Regions from separate parts of the Mus musculus genome. Here regions 2, 3 and 4 are each linked to region 1. A link is a contact called in public promoter capture Hi-C data. All regions are on one chromosome and are shown on one strand. The core of a region is the stretch at or near the end of the contact, and the rest is flanking DNA. Distances in the headings are between cores, read along the strand shown. Region 1 overlaps Gm32184 (a long non-coding RNA gene). Region 2 overlaps Nedd9 (neural precursor cell expressed, developmentally down-regulated gene 9). Region 3 has its middle 17 kb from the start of Gm32448. Region 4 has its middle 35 kb from the start of Gm32448.

Region 1 (3,249 bases), core at 200-2,699:
AAAGTCGCTGAAGGAAGTCCCCAGACTCAGATAGTATGCAAAAACAGAGAACATTTATTCTGCAGAAACCAGCATGCAGGGGTCAACTGTTCTTGGAAATGGCGAGCCCAGACAAAGGCAAGCAGGCCTTCTTAAAGGGAATTAGGGAAATTTTCTAGAAGGATTAGGTAATCTAAACTTTCATTAGTGGGTGCTAGGGGGTCACAGATAGTCAGTGGTCTGCATTCCTATGTCGTGAATATTTAACCATGGGGTGAGATAGGGCTGCCCAGCACAGATTCTGAGATAAGATATTCTCCCATTCGTGTGGTTAGCAGCAAGCTCTTCCTTGGGAGGGGGTTTTATGACCTTGTTCCTGGATTTTATGGTCTGTTCCCTTATGGCCTAGTTCCTGGGACTTATGATCTGTTCCTGGAGCTGGCGCCTTATGGTCTTCTTTTCAAATTCAGGCCTGGTCCTTAAAGGGAAACAAATGGAGTTTATGTTGTCCTTTCAGTTTTTTATTTGGGGAAGGGAGTTTGAGACAGGGGTTCTGTAGGTAGCTTTGGCTGGATCACTGTGCACACCAGGGTACCTCAAACTCTCAGAGATCTGCCTGCCTCTGCCTCCTGAGTGCTGGGATTAAAAGCCTGTGGCACCAGACCACCCTTCTGCTCTCTCTCTCTCTCTCTCTCTCTCTAAAGATCAGTGCTTAAATGTATATCACATGTATATTAAGATATCTTTACTAAATTCCAACTCAGCACCATAAACTGGCCTGTCCTCTGAAGTTGTTTTCTTCATTGAAGTGATGAATCTTGGTTTAGCACAAGTAGAGGTCCCAAAACATGTTAGGGTAACTCCTTGATCTGCTGCGGGTGATGCTGGGCTTCCTGACAACGTCCCCACAAATGCTGACAATTTTCTTTTGTGGTTTTGATTCCACTGTTAAGATGTTTCTATTTGTTCATTCATTGTAAGTGTTCCTTTGAGTCCGCACACTGGTTATAATAGCACTTTATATCCTTAAATGTTAATTCCTGTGTCTGTGTCTTCATCCTATCACACTTGCCTTTTAAGACAAATTGTGTTTAGTGACATTTTCCTGTGTCTCTCTAAGTCTAGAAATGCGGAGTCCTTTGGACTGTAGTGTGAATTATCATTTGGATCAGTTGGCGCATAGTGTGACTGATTTTTAGGACTGGTTTCTGTTCAGTCAATCTGTGTGTGTTGATTTTTTGTTTTTACTCTTTGAAGCAGGGTTTTGTGTATCACAGGTGAGCTCAAACTCACTATATAGCTAAGGAGGGATCCTGAACTTCCAGTTTTTCTGCCTCTACCTATTGATTGCTGGGACTACAGGCCTGTATGGTATACCATCGACATTTATGTGGTATGGCATGAACCCAGGCCTTCACACACACTAGGCCATCACTCTACTAACTGGGCTAAATCCCCAGCCCTGTTTTTGACGTAAGGCAAGCAATTAGTTTCACTTTCATTTGATCACCGGCTATGTTTTTCCTGAAATGGGACAGCTTGAAACTCTGTTTAGTTCTTGCAGACTTAGCTGGCCTGTCCGACGTCCTCTCTATGCACAGATAGTAACAGAATGAACCCAGTCTGGGCCAGGCTAATCTACAGGACACCCTGCCCATGTGGTGGCCAGGGCTTCTTCCTGCCCAGACTTTCTCTTCTCCTTCTCCAGTTACCATGGTTTCCCAAATCCTGTTCCATAGCCAAGTCAGTAAGACTGGATTTCTTTTAGAATTTTACCCACTGTGACTAAGGCCCACCCGCAGACAAATATTTGTGTCAAAAAAGGAATCATCCTGCACCATTTCCTTCTTTCAAGTATAAATGTATTTCCAGCTTCTTTCAAACCTGTTGGTGTCTTCAGATTCTTGTAACTTCTATTTTGTGTTGAGATTATAGTCACCATCTGGCAATGGGCTGACCTGATAAAAGCGACTTCTTAATTACTGGAAACTAACTCGAAGTAACATTTTATTTACCAAGAAGTTAGTACTTTATTAATTTTTCTCACTAACTAAATGTAGTAGGCACCTGGTATTTATACTACATAAAATAATTTTCTCTACCCCCAAAATATTTATTAATTTATTTATTAATCACTCACTTCTGAGCATATTCCATGTCATAAGCACTGGTTGCATAAAAGTAGGTGAATTTCAGCCTTCTCTGACTCAGAGTCTAACGATGTACTGTATGTTACCAGTAATTGCCAGCTCGCACTTGGTGAATTATAGGTCCAAGGATATATATGGTTTCTGCTGCTACTGTTTTTATTTAAAGACAAGCCAAACAGCTCTAGACATGACTTCAAAGCGACTGCAGAATCAAATGTCAGTACATGCAGCCCCTCCCTTTTCCAAGAGAGTCAATGGCTCCAAAGAAATGGATCTGGCAACAAGCTTGACTACCTGCACATTTAGACAACTGAAAATAGTAAATCGCAGCTGTCAGGATATCAACCGTGAACTTCAGAAACGTTTCTGCCTAATAACATCTGGACAGGCAGCCTATATTTCCTTTTAAATAGCTTTAGAACTGAAGGCCTTAATATATAAAGTGAAAATGATTTAGTAACTCTCTCTGTCCTCCACCCAGTTCCGCAGTGATAAAAGAAGCCCACGTCTCTGTAAACAGTCACAGGAACATAATGATTTATTAGCATTCCAATTTCTGCCTTCTGTTTCTTTTCATGTCTTGACAATTCATGTCATAACTCCCTTAGTTGGCAGACGTAATGAGCAGATCTTTAAACCTGACACACTCCCTTATTTAAAAGCTACAAGCTATTTGTTCTGATGGAATTTTTATGACATACATTTACTGATACTTCAGTACATTCTAGGTCAGCGGTTCTCAACCTGTGAGTCAAAATCACTTTGGGGTGGGGGGGGGAACACATATCAGATATTCTGTGTATCAGATATTTAGATTATGATTTGTAATAATAGCAAAATTGAAATTATGAAGTAACAACAAAACAACTTCATGTTGGGGTCACCCCAACACGAGGAACTGTATTAAATGGTCAAAGCATTAGAAAACTTGAGAACCACTGTTCTAGATATTGGTTCAAAAGGGAACCTCAAAGTTGAAAAGATAGAGTCCCTTTCTCTAATGAATTGTATTTTAGTTAATATATTCTATAGAGAAATAATTGTAATTATTGTCTATTAACTGGATGTCAAAGGTACAAATGGAGATTATCCTAGACTTTCTTCCAAGGAGGTTAAATTT
Region 2 (3,249 bases), core at 308-2,807, 250 kb after region 1:
AGGAAAATGCCAAGTTTAAAAAAAAAAAAGAAAGAAACATATGATGTATTCATCAGCTTTTTATCACCATTACTGAATCCTTGAGACAGCTACCTTCATAAAGAGACAATATTTATTGCTTAATCTCTCAGTTTTGATAGTCCCAGAGCCTGCCTCTGGCATTAGATCAGTTGTGGCAAAGGCCAGCTGTCATCACCTCTTTTGGTAGGCACTCTCCCGATCACCTCAGACCTGCCATTAGCAGGGGGTGTGGAATACTCAGACCATCCCCAAACCACATGGCTAGGGAGCACCACAGGACTAGGGAGCACCACAGGACTAGGGAGTACCACATGTTAGAGTCTCAACCCAGAACAATTTGAGTTGAGTAGAAATGCATTCCTTAATCGGTGAATATTGAGCATCTTTTGTAGTTTTGATACTTGTGTGATACAGTGGTAAACTAAAGACTAAATAGAGCTCTCAGAGCAGTTACGATGCAGTGAGGGAACAGTACAATACCAGGTAAGGTGTGTGTGTGTGTGTGTGTGTGTGTGTGTGTGTGTGTGCCAGGAAGAGAATCTTGACACTTACTTACAGGGCAATGGCTAAGCCAACAATGATGGGTTTTTGTGCCCATTAAAAGGGAAGGCTTTCCTCTTTCATTTGTCAGAAAGTCCCAATGGTTCCTTCAAGGCTTGCTAGTAAGAATAGACTAATTTTATACAATGAGAAAATATCTCCAGATTATCCAGATTATAAGAGTAAGGGTAAAGTTGGACACCAGAAAGAGCTTGAGACTCTATGGACACAAAATATAGATGAATTTACAAATCTATGTTGTGTCAAATAGTATTTGCTAGCATGATACTTTTTTCTAAGTACGTCTTTTTTAAAAGAGTTATCATTTTTGTTTTATGTTTATGAGTGTATTGCCTGTGTATATGTATGTGCACCGCATATATGCCTGGTACCCAAGGAAGCCAGAAGAGGGAGTTGGGTTCCCCGGAACTGGAGTTAAGGACAGTGGTAAGCCACCTGTGTGGCTTCTGTAAGAAGTCTCTTACCAATGAGCCATCTCTCCAGTCCTTGGAACCTCTATTTATTTTCCCAAGGGGCCAGGGGAAGAAAGATTTATTCTTGAATTCCTCAACAATGAATTCATTTTCTAATCATCTATTATACATATGTGTGTTTTTAACAAAAACACATCTCAAGGGCACACAATCCAAGTTCTGTCTGATAGGAGAAATTCTCTGAGAAGTGGTGAAGGGCTTTCCCACTTAAGTTCACTCCCCAGGACAGGGATCCTGGCTACAGGCCATCGACAGAGCATGTGACCTTGCAAAGCCCTTCTCGCCCCAGTGATTTCAGCTCCTGAGGGAGTGCCAAGCCTGGCCTCTGTCCCCCAGAGAGGAAAAGAACAGTTGGAAGGTGTAACTATAAATAAGTAACTCTCATTCTTAGTCTCGGTGGCTTGAGCAACTTAAAAATAGTTCTCCCTCGTCTGAGCTGGTTCGAGGCAGACAGAGGAGGCCAGTACGGGAAGTGCTTGGCTGAAAGGTAGAGGGACCTTACTCTTGTCATAGTTTATTTTGGCAGGAAGGTGACATGTTTTCCTTTGACTCAACCTTTTCAGTTCCATGTCTGGGAAGCCTGATGCTTCAGACCCCTCGTTCCCCCCTTGCTTGTGTTATAGCTGATGGCGTTCTTCCCCTTGGCTCTCTCCTGGTCTCCACTGATGTCAGGGGCTGAGGCCCTCAGGTGGCTCGGGTCCCTCCGCATACTGTTTCCTTCTGTGACTTCTGCACCTCAGAGCCTTCTGTGTTTAGCAAAGGGCAGGCCAGCCCTGAAGTAATAAGCCAACCTTTAACAAGCCCTGCCAGCCCTTATGCAGTGCAGACCAAACAAGACACTCCCATCACCTGAAGCTTGCACAGCTGGCAGGGGCTGCCTAGTACGGACTAAAGCTAGAAAGGACAGGGAAGGTGACCCTAGCCCTTCCCTGCCATGCACCAGGGTCCTCTGTAACAAACCCTGTGAGTGAGTCTTCGCGCCATTGAGAGTTCAGGTTTCCTGCTTCCAGTCCCTTCTTCCTTTTCTTTCCCTCCCTCGTTCACCGCTCTTCTTCCTTCTCCTTTGTCCACTCCTCCTCTCCCTTCCTCTCCTCATCTCTCCTTCCTTTTATCCCCTCGCTTCCCCATACCCTCCTCTCCTTCTTGTTCACCCACTTTCCTCCCTCTCCTTCCCACTTCCCTTCCTGATTTTCTCCATTTCCTCCTCTCTCTCTCTTCCCCTCTCCTCTCTCCCTCCTTTCTTTCTTGTTAAATTTTCTTTCCTGATGGAGGTGGTGGCAAGGGTCACCTCTTACATGACTGTAACCTCCCAGGCAGTAATAACTGCTTTAAGAATTTGGCCACTGGGGCTGAAGAGATGGCTCAGTGGTTAAGAGCACAGATTGCTCTTCCAGAGGTCCTGAGTTCAATTCCCAGCAGTCACATGGTGGCTCACAACTGTCTGCACCGAGATGTGATGCCCTCTTCTGAAGATAGCAACAGTGTATTCATATATAAAAATAAATTTAAAAATTTTTTTAAAAATTTAATTTGACCACCAAATCCCTTGCTGTAGTATAGTAACTCCCAGTGGACAGGAATCCTAATGACTTAAGTCAGACCCCAATCTCAGTGGCCAAGAGAACAGATGTGGGTTTTGTCAGTAGTTATTGTTTCTTATCTTAGAAGTTTTGCCGGCTTGCTAAATAACTAACTCATTTTCTCTTCTAACTTCCTGTCTGTAAACAGTGACAAACTAAGGCCTGGATGAGTGTCCCCAGTAGCTCTAGCTATGGTTTCTAAAAGCTGTCTAAGGAAAATGAGGACTCAGTGGTAACTTGTTCTGAGCTTGAAGAATTGAATGAGCTAGTCACCCAGAAAGGGAGGGACATCAAGTCAGCTGTGGGTTCCCAGGTCCACCTCACAGCCCTTCCTTTCGTGGGTCTAAGAGAGGAGGCCCAGGAGCCTACCACTCTTTGCTTAGTTCATCAGAAGTTGGCCCAGGACCATACTTAGAGAATCACTAAAGAGAGACAATGGCCGGCTTGGATGTGTTCCAGTCTGACTGTGATCGGGACTTTCCATAGTTCAGAACTCGCCCGAGTTGTTACAGTGTGGACTTCAGACATTTCATCCCATACACCACTGTGTCCCAATGAATTACTTAAAAAAAAAAATTACAGCATGAATTCTGCCTTCTGCCTTCCCTTTCTGC
Region 3 (3,249 bases), core at 409-2,908, 160 kb after region 1:
AAGGCAGGGAAGAGACCTCAAGCTGGGAGAGATAGCTTTCAGTGGGTCCTACTACTGAGAGAAACTGGGGACCCAACAGTTTATTTTTGATACTATTTTGTTTATGTGTAGATACAAGATTTGTGACAGTTATTATATGTAATTAGTTTCCCTTTCCACTTTCACTGTGCTTATGTGCATTTGATGTATGTGTTGCATGCATGCATGTGTGTGTATGTGTGTGTGTGTGTGTGTATGTTTCTGACAGACATTGTTGGAAACTAGAAAATAAAATCACACAAGATAGTGCATTTTTTTCCAATAATAAATCTGGAACATCCCTCCACTCCCCAAAAATGAGGTGTTTAAGATAAGAGTACACATTATAGTCCTATATATTTAAGAACTATAGCTTACACCAAGAAGCTAGTAAATAAAACTTCTCTCTGGCTTCAGGACTATTGGGGCAGTTGCAGCCTCACATTGGACTATGTAACACCAATGGTCCCCGGTCCAGCCTCCCATCCGAGCCTTCCATCCCATGTTTCAAGAGCTTTGGTACCCTGGCCATGCACCTCCCAGCCCTCTAGTCTACTTTTACCTTATAACCCTCTGCCCCAGGAAGGTGAGCCAGTGGTAAAGAGCTGGAAGTAGGCGAGGATCACTGCGCTGGAATGACTAATGTCCTATTACTCCGCACATGGTCTTTAAGAGAAAGCATGATCAATACATTGACACTACCTCTTGGCCACAGACTCATTCAGAAAGTGCTAGAAGAAATTCAGAATCCAAACCCTAAGACCCTATCCAGAGTCATCCTGGCCTGGACGTAAGGGCAGCACTGCCTTTTAAGTGTAAAGAAAAGACAGCAGAGAACCTAGTCGTACGTGGCTACAGTCTCAGCTGGGCCTGGGGCTGAGGGAGACAGACAATAAGCTCCAGGCCAGCAAGCCCTAGGAACTTAGTGAGGACTGATTCAGAAAGAAGGAAAGATGACTGGAAATAGGACGTATTTGTAAAACATTCCCCTAGAATGCACGAGGCCCAAGGTTTAATCTCCAGTGCTAGAAGGAGAATTTTAAAAGTACGTGCAGGGGGGATTTCATTTTAAACACCCAGAGTGCCAGCATCACTGCATGCCTTCATTTGGGTGTCAAGTATGTTTCTTACAATTTAGGAAGCTCTACTTTTGTTCTGTATCGACATATGTATTTTGCATTTACACACACACACACACACACACACACCCCTACACATACAAATATAATTATATAATTCCTAGCACTGTATACTATGACTTCCCCCAAGCACAGCTCAACCCTAAATGATTGCCTTGTAAACACAGTTTGGCAGTTGAAGTCCTTGCAGATGTGAGGATCTACAGGGGAATGAACAGGATGCTGGGAACCTACCTGCAACTCCCCGCTGGGTATCAGCTCCCTTGGGGTAGAGAAGCTTGGTTGATCATGCATGGGGTCTGCAGAACACAGGAGTCATGGGCTCTTGTCCCCTTGCCTTGCAAGTGTCTCAGAGGAAAATTCCCTCCCCACCTCCTCGCCAAGACGAGAAAATACTGTGCTAAGAAATCCAAAATTACAGGAGGCTGTTCCCACCCATGGAGAAGCAGTAGGGACCAACTCCCATTGCCCTCTGCTTGGATTGGAAAGCTTGTCTTCCTCCTTCGAGAAGCTGGGTGGGGTTAGGAGAAAGTTGGCTTACCAACTACTGTGTGCCAGACCCATTCCTCCTCAACTTTCTGCTCTAACGCCTACTTCATTTTGATTTTGTTCTTGACAGGGGAACCTCTTTTTAATATTTTCCATAAATACAAACAGAGAGAGAGAGACAGAGAGTGTGTGTGAGACACACACAGAGACAGACAGACAGACACACACACACACAAATTAAAACTGATACCTACAGCTGTGAGGAAATGAGAGAAAAAAAGTGAAGTATTGGCCAGCACCAGCCCTCTGAATGCCCAGTTCATTCTTCCAAATAAAAAAAATAATAAAATAAAATTCAAGCTTTGCATCTCAGCTATTTTAAAAACCACATTTCCAAAATATTGCTTTTCCCTCTTTGTGAGGGAAATATGAAAAACACATGGCTTGAGTGATCCTTGCAAGCTACTAGCAACAGGTAAAACAGGAACTGGGGGTGGCTTCAAATAGATAAACACAGAAATATGCTAAGTTGGTTTAAAGGAGGATCGCAAGATGAGGAGGAAGGTGTGAAAGAGCGGAAAGCAAGTCTAAAGCCCTGGATTATAGATGGCGTAGAGCCCTTGATGAGAAAACTTATAATGTGCCTACTACTCAAGCCACACCTAATTTCCATCTTCTTTCTTCTTTTGTTCTCTCTTGGCATACTGCATATGTGGCCAAGGTACCTATCACTACACAACTCACTTTGCACAACTAGACTGTGAGCTGCCTAAGGGCAGGACCGAGTTATATGTATCTTTGACATTTAAGTAGATATAGCAAGAACTTGCTATGGCTTTGTGCATACATGAATAAATGAGTGGTGGATTCCATTCACTGTGCTGTGGATTTAACTTCCCCTGACATCTGTGATGTGACCCTTCAAATGACAGAAATGTCTCGACCCATTCCAGAGTTTTACATGTTTTTGCATTTCTAACTTGTGTCTTCAAGGCTAGTGAAGTGTGAGTCTCCAGCACCAGACGCTGGCGGAGAAGCACGGCAGAGTTGTTCATGGGGAGATATGACAAGGAGGAAACAGGCCAGCAGACTGCAGCCCTGGGACTGTCCTGGAGATCCAGAGTGCCAACGCTCCTCAAGAGAAAATGTGGGCGAGGGTGAGTCCTGACAGAAAACACAATTTTGTGATTGTCTTTTTCTCTAGTGTCACAGGGATCTATTCCTCTCACACCGTGTGACGAATGATGTGCCAAGCCTGGAATTGATATCTGGAGAGAAAACATTAATTATAGGACATCAGATGTTGCTCTGGTGGGCGGTTTTTTCATATAGATAGGCTGCTGTGCACATGGAATTTTCTTCCAACCAGAAGTCTTTGTTGCTGTCATCTGGATACAAGTGGGACATAGGAGAGCAGGTGCTTGGGCAAACCTGGAAGTCTCCAGACCTATTCAAAGAGGTGGTCTGTGTTGTGTGTGTGTGTGTGTGTGTGTGTGTGTGTGTGTGTGCTTTCCTGTGCTGATCATTTGGATAACTCCATGCATATTAAAGTGCTCCACAAGAAAATGAACTTCCTCTAGGGTAGTTCAAATTAAAATGATCA
Region 4 (3,249 bases), core at 222-2,721, 140 kb after region 1:
TGCCGCCGCAGGCACCTTGTCCGGGTGCTTCTGCTGCCGTGCTGGCTCTTTCCTTTTTAGCTCCCCTTTACGGCTATATGTCACAGAGGCAGGAAGGATGCTAGAGTTGTCAGGGGGTCACAGAGATTAGAACTGGATCTGGGTAAAAAGCGTGACATCCATTAATGTGGTTTTCATCCTCAAGACTGGGAGGTCGTTTGGTTGCAAATATCCTGGGAAGGATCTCAAAACTGCCCACACCTTCCAGAAGGATAACAGAACTAGATTGACTTCAATAAAAGAGACCATGTAATAAAAGTGCCAGGTTTCTATGTGTTGGCTTGGTATGGATAGGTTTGTTTGACCTAAAACTACATCAGCATTGGGCAGTGTCGATCGATTCATGCTGACTAAGGTTCTGATTAAGACAACTTCTACTTGTTGGAAGTCATCCAGCCTTACTTGATGTGATTGTCCTGAAGCACCAAGAACTGTGTGAGGACCTTACAGCGATGACAGAAAGGCTGGGGAAGTCTCAGTCTTTTTCTTCAAAAGAAGTTGAGACCCAGCAGCACTGACTGGCTTGTTGGAGGTCATACAAGTGGTGTCTTTTGGCTGCCGTGACCATGCCATGACCAGGACAGTTCCCACCGTACCCTGTTGTCTTGGCATAATTATCACTCTAAATCCTTGTTGTTCTAGAAGGAGTTCTAGTTTGGAGGAAGAGTTTGATGTCCCTCTGTCTCAAACACAATGCCTTCTAGCTATGAATTCATCACTTTTCCCCTTACACAACTCCATCCCTTCTTTCTTTTTTTGTGGTTCTCAAAATGGCCCCTCCTGTCTGAGGCCATCTGTCATGCTTTTGCAAATTAGTCATTCTCAAAGTTTGGGTGACTGTAAGTGACAATCCAAGTCCAGATTTCCTAAACCATGGGTCCCTTTGTTCTCAAGAGGATAAAACAAGATAACCACAGGGGTGGGATCAGCCAGGCACCCAGCAGCCCAAGCCTTGACAACCTTAGACAACCATCTCTGTGCTCCTAGGTTCTTGGTGACAAAGGCTGGGGTAAGTAGATGGTAGCACAAATGAGACTTTTATACGGCTTTTATTTTGTTTTGTTTTTAATGAAATACACACAGGGTTGAAGAGAAATTCACTATAAAATCCCACCCATTGGGCTCTGAAAGTCCCATATGTCCGATGACTCAACATGAAACTCATAGGCTGGTAATACTTTGAAATCCTCTGTGAACAATAAAAGCTAAGCATGAGAAAGGAAGGGTTTCACATATACACAAGGAAAAGGAAGACAAAAAGAAAGAAAAAAATCAAAGATCCTTTCTCATCTGCCCAGTGGAGTGGAAGACACCAGTGTCCTGAATCTATTTATTAATGCCACCCTCATGAATGTCCTACATGTAATATAACTTGGCGAAGTTTCTATAATAATGAGCCAGGAAGAGCCAGCTGTGAGCTGGGAACACCCACAGCTGTGTGCTTGGCTCACTGCAGTTGTAGTGCCGATGAAGCAGAACTTCTGATAACCAAGGTCTATGGGACGTGGGAGCAACGTGTTAAAACGAAAACCCATTCTATATAGAATGGGAAGATAAAAATGAATCCTTTATAGCCTAAGGGTCTTGGTAATGCTGCTTAATTAAAAGGGTGATGTACAGATGAATCTCTTCCTAATGAGCAGCCTTCCTGACAGCCTTGGAAATAATTACACAGCAAACATTATTTAATCCAGGCTCAACAACACAGTCTTTGCTGCCAGCAAACTTGGGTTTGACCAGTGTCTACTGACAGCGAGGAGGTGAGACCTTGAGTGAACCTCTAAACCTCAGTTAGCTTCATCTTTCCAACTGCACAATAAAGACACTGGTCCTTACCAATAGATCCTACTGTTATTGAAAGGGCGAAGGGATAAATAGTACATACATAAAGTGCGCAGCATTGAGTCTAGCTCAGGCGCACCACTCTTATTATTTAAACAACCATAACTTTGGAGATCAAGTGCCAAGTATTGCATAAGACAATGGGGCCTCACAAATGAGTCAAAAGGTCTGTCTGCAGGCAGGATCTTGTAGCCCGGGGCAGTGGCTGATAAACACGTGGATATTAATATGGGGATTCTAAAGTAGAATAAGGTAGAAAAGATCAATGTGTAGATGCTGATTTACTGATTTGTTTACTGACTTACTTAAAGCTCGGCCTATCTGCTGAGCATGATGTCACCTGCTACCTGAAACAGAATGGCCTGGAGAAATAGCTGAGACAGTGGGTCATTGTCCTTAAGCTGCTGACCGCCATGTCCGAGTCTGTAAAACCTCACCTGCTTGGCCTCCCCACCTTGTGTTTTAGAGTATAAAATGAGAATACAGACTGGACCCAGGATTGAAGCATCTCCGTTCTGCCACTCTCTCGGGTCCCAGAGCATATGGTCTTGAAAGATCCCCCCAACAGTTCCCCCCAACAGGCAGAGGGGAAAGTGTATTTAGAATGGTGATGCTGACGTTTCTTAGCGGTTGCTACTTGGGTTCACTTTTGAAAGAAACATGGATAAAGATTCTCCACATACAGAGAAAGATGATTGTAAGATCTGTGCTACTGACGGACTTTTCGCTAAGTGGATGGAAAAGGCAATGGACAGCTAGGCTCCGGCTCAGCTCTTGAACACATTGTGACTCACTCTAAGAGGGGAAATAAAGCTTACTATTGCTTAGTTTTATCTACCAGCCCCCCCCCCCCCACAGAGCTGGGGACACCATGGAATTGGGAAGCATGAGTTTCTGAGGTCCAAGCAGCTGATCTGTGCTCACTCGGTCATTAGTGGTCATGATCTACCGAGAACATTGCCCATGATGGAGGAGGAGCTGCCTCTTCAGGCTTCTCCCAGAATTCCTGCTTTTCTGAAAGCAGAGATTGTTCTTTTGGAAGTTTCAGTACACACTTTAACCACCCCCATTGTGTGTGTGTGTGTGTGTGTGTGTGTGTCTGTCTGTCTGTCTGTCTGTGTGTGTCTGTCTGTGTGTGTGTGTCTGCCTGACTATAACTGTCTCTGTGTGTGTCTTTCTGTCTGTCTGTCTGTTTCTGTGTGTCTGCACATGTGTCTGTCTGTGTTTCTGTGTGTCTGTGTGTCTGTGTGTCTGTCTGTCTCTCTCTCTCTCTCTCTTTCGTGTGTGTGTGTGTGTGCTGGGAATTGAACCCAGAGCATTTTGTATGCATGTTCAGCAAGAGTTCTAGTACTGAACTATTACTTGGCC

Evidence for each region. Promoter capture Hi-C pulls out the DNA fragments that hold promoters and counts their contacts.
Region 2: a promoter capture Hi-C map of pre-B cells shows a contact between it and region 1. The contact joins two enhancer-like sites. A contact is called at or near these places in 5 of 39 promoter capture datasets (the C10 cell line, the HPC-7 cell line, liver and 2 more), 1 of 15 datasets of contacts at CTCF or cohesin (large pre-B cells), 5 of 484 Hi-C or Micro-C datasets (the C2C12 cell line, bone marrow-derived macrophages, conventional dendritic cells and 2 more), 16 of 115 datasets of contacts at active chromatin or transcription factors (the 230-238 cell line, the NIH/3T3 cell line, bone marrow-derived macrophages and 11 more) and 1 of 9 other capture datasets (embryonic stem cells).
Region 3: a contact with region 1 is called in a promoter capture Hi-C map of pre-B cells. The contact joins two enhancer-like sites. A contact is called at or near these places in 4 of 39 promoter capture datasets (the 3T3-L1 cell line, the C10 cell line, maxillary cranial neural crest and 1 more), 1 of 15 datasets of contacts at CTCF or cohesin (large pre-B cells), 13 of 484 Hi-C or Micro-C datasets (CD4 T cells, CD8 T cells, the HPC-7 cell line and 9 more) and 1 of 115 datasets of contacts at active chromatin or transcription factors (large pre-B cells).
Region 4: a promoter capture Hi-C map of the C10 cell line shows a contact between it and region 1. The contact joins two enhancer-like sites. A contact is called at or near these places in 6 of 39 promoter capture datasets (the 3T3-L1 cell line, the C10 cell line, liver and 3 more), 1 of 15 datasets of contacts at CTCF or cohesin (large pre-B cells), 20 of 484 Hi-C or Micro-C datasets (B cells, CD8 T cells, the HL-1 cell line and 14 more) and 3 of 115 datasets of contacts at active chromatin or transcription factors (acute myeloid leukemia, embryonic fibroblasts and embryonic stem cells).

What each region holds. Positions count from the first base shown.
Region 1 is chr13:41,582,136-41,585,384 of GRCm38.p6, reverse strand. All of the region lies in intron 1 of Gm32184 (a long non-coding RNA gene), which reads left to right. Among named protein-coding and RNA genes, the nearest start is that of Tmem170b, 22 kb to the left of the region's middle. Within about 2 kb of position 1,449, at least 99 of the 459 cell types and tissues checked have an H3K27ac peak or open chromatin away from gene starts, as enhancers often do. A contact at or near this core is called in CD8 T cells, Th17 cells, intestinal villus epithelium and 4 more, where this site is marked.
Region 2 is chr13:41,334,604-41,337,852 of GRCm38.p6, reverse strand. The region is part of intron 2 of Nedd9 (neural precursor cell expressed, developmentally down-regulated gene 9); the gene reads left to right. Among named protein-coding and RNA genes, the nearest start is that of Nedd9, 23 kb to the left of the region's middle. Within about 2 kb of position 1,557, at least 71 of the 459 cell types and tissues checked have an H3K27ac peak or open chromatin away from gene starts, as enhancers often do. A contact at or near this core is called in intestinal villus epithelium, liver, pre-B cells and 1 more, where this site is marked.
Region 3 is chr13:41,425,415-41,428,663 of GRCm38.p6, reverse strand. It overlaps a transcript of Nedd9 not described here. Among named protein-coding and RNA genes, the nearest start is that of Gm32448, 17 kb to the right of the region's middle. Within about 2 kb of position 1,658, at least 20 of the 459 cell types and tissues checked have an H3K27ac peak or open chromatin away from gene starts, as enhancers often do. A contact at or near this core is called in pre-B cells and pro-B cells, where this site is marked.
Region 4 is chr13:41,443,188-41,446,436 of GRCm38.p6, reverse strand. It overlaps a transcript of Nedd9 not described here. Among named protein-coding and RNA genes, the nearest start is that of Gm32448, 35 kb to the right of the region's middle. Within about 2 kb of position 1,471, at least 18 of the 459 cell types and tissues checked have an H3K27ac peak or open chromatin away from gene starts, as enhancers often do. A contact at or near this core is called in CD8 T cells and Th17 cells, where this site is marked.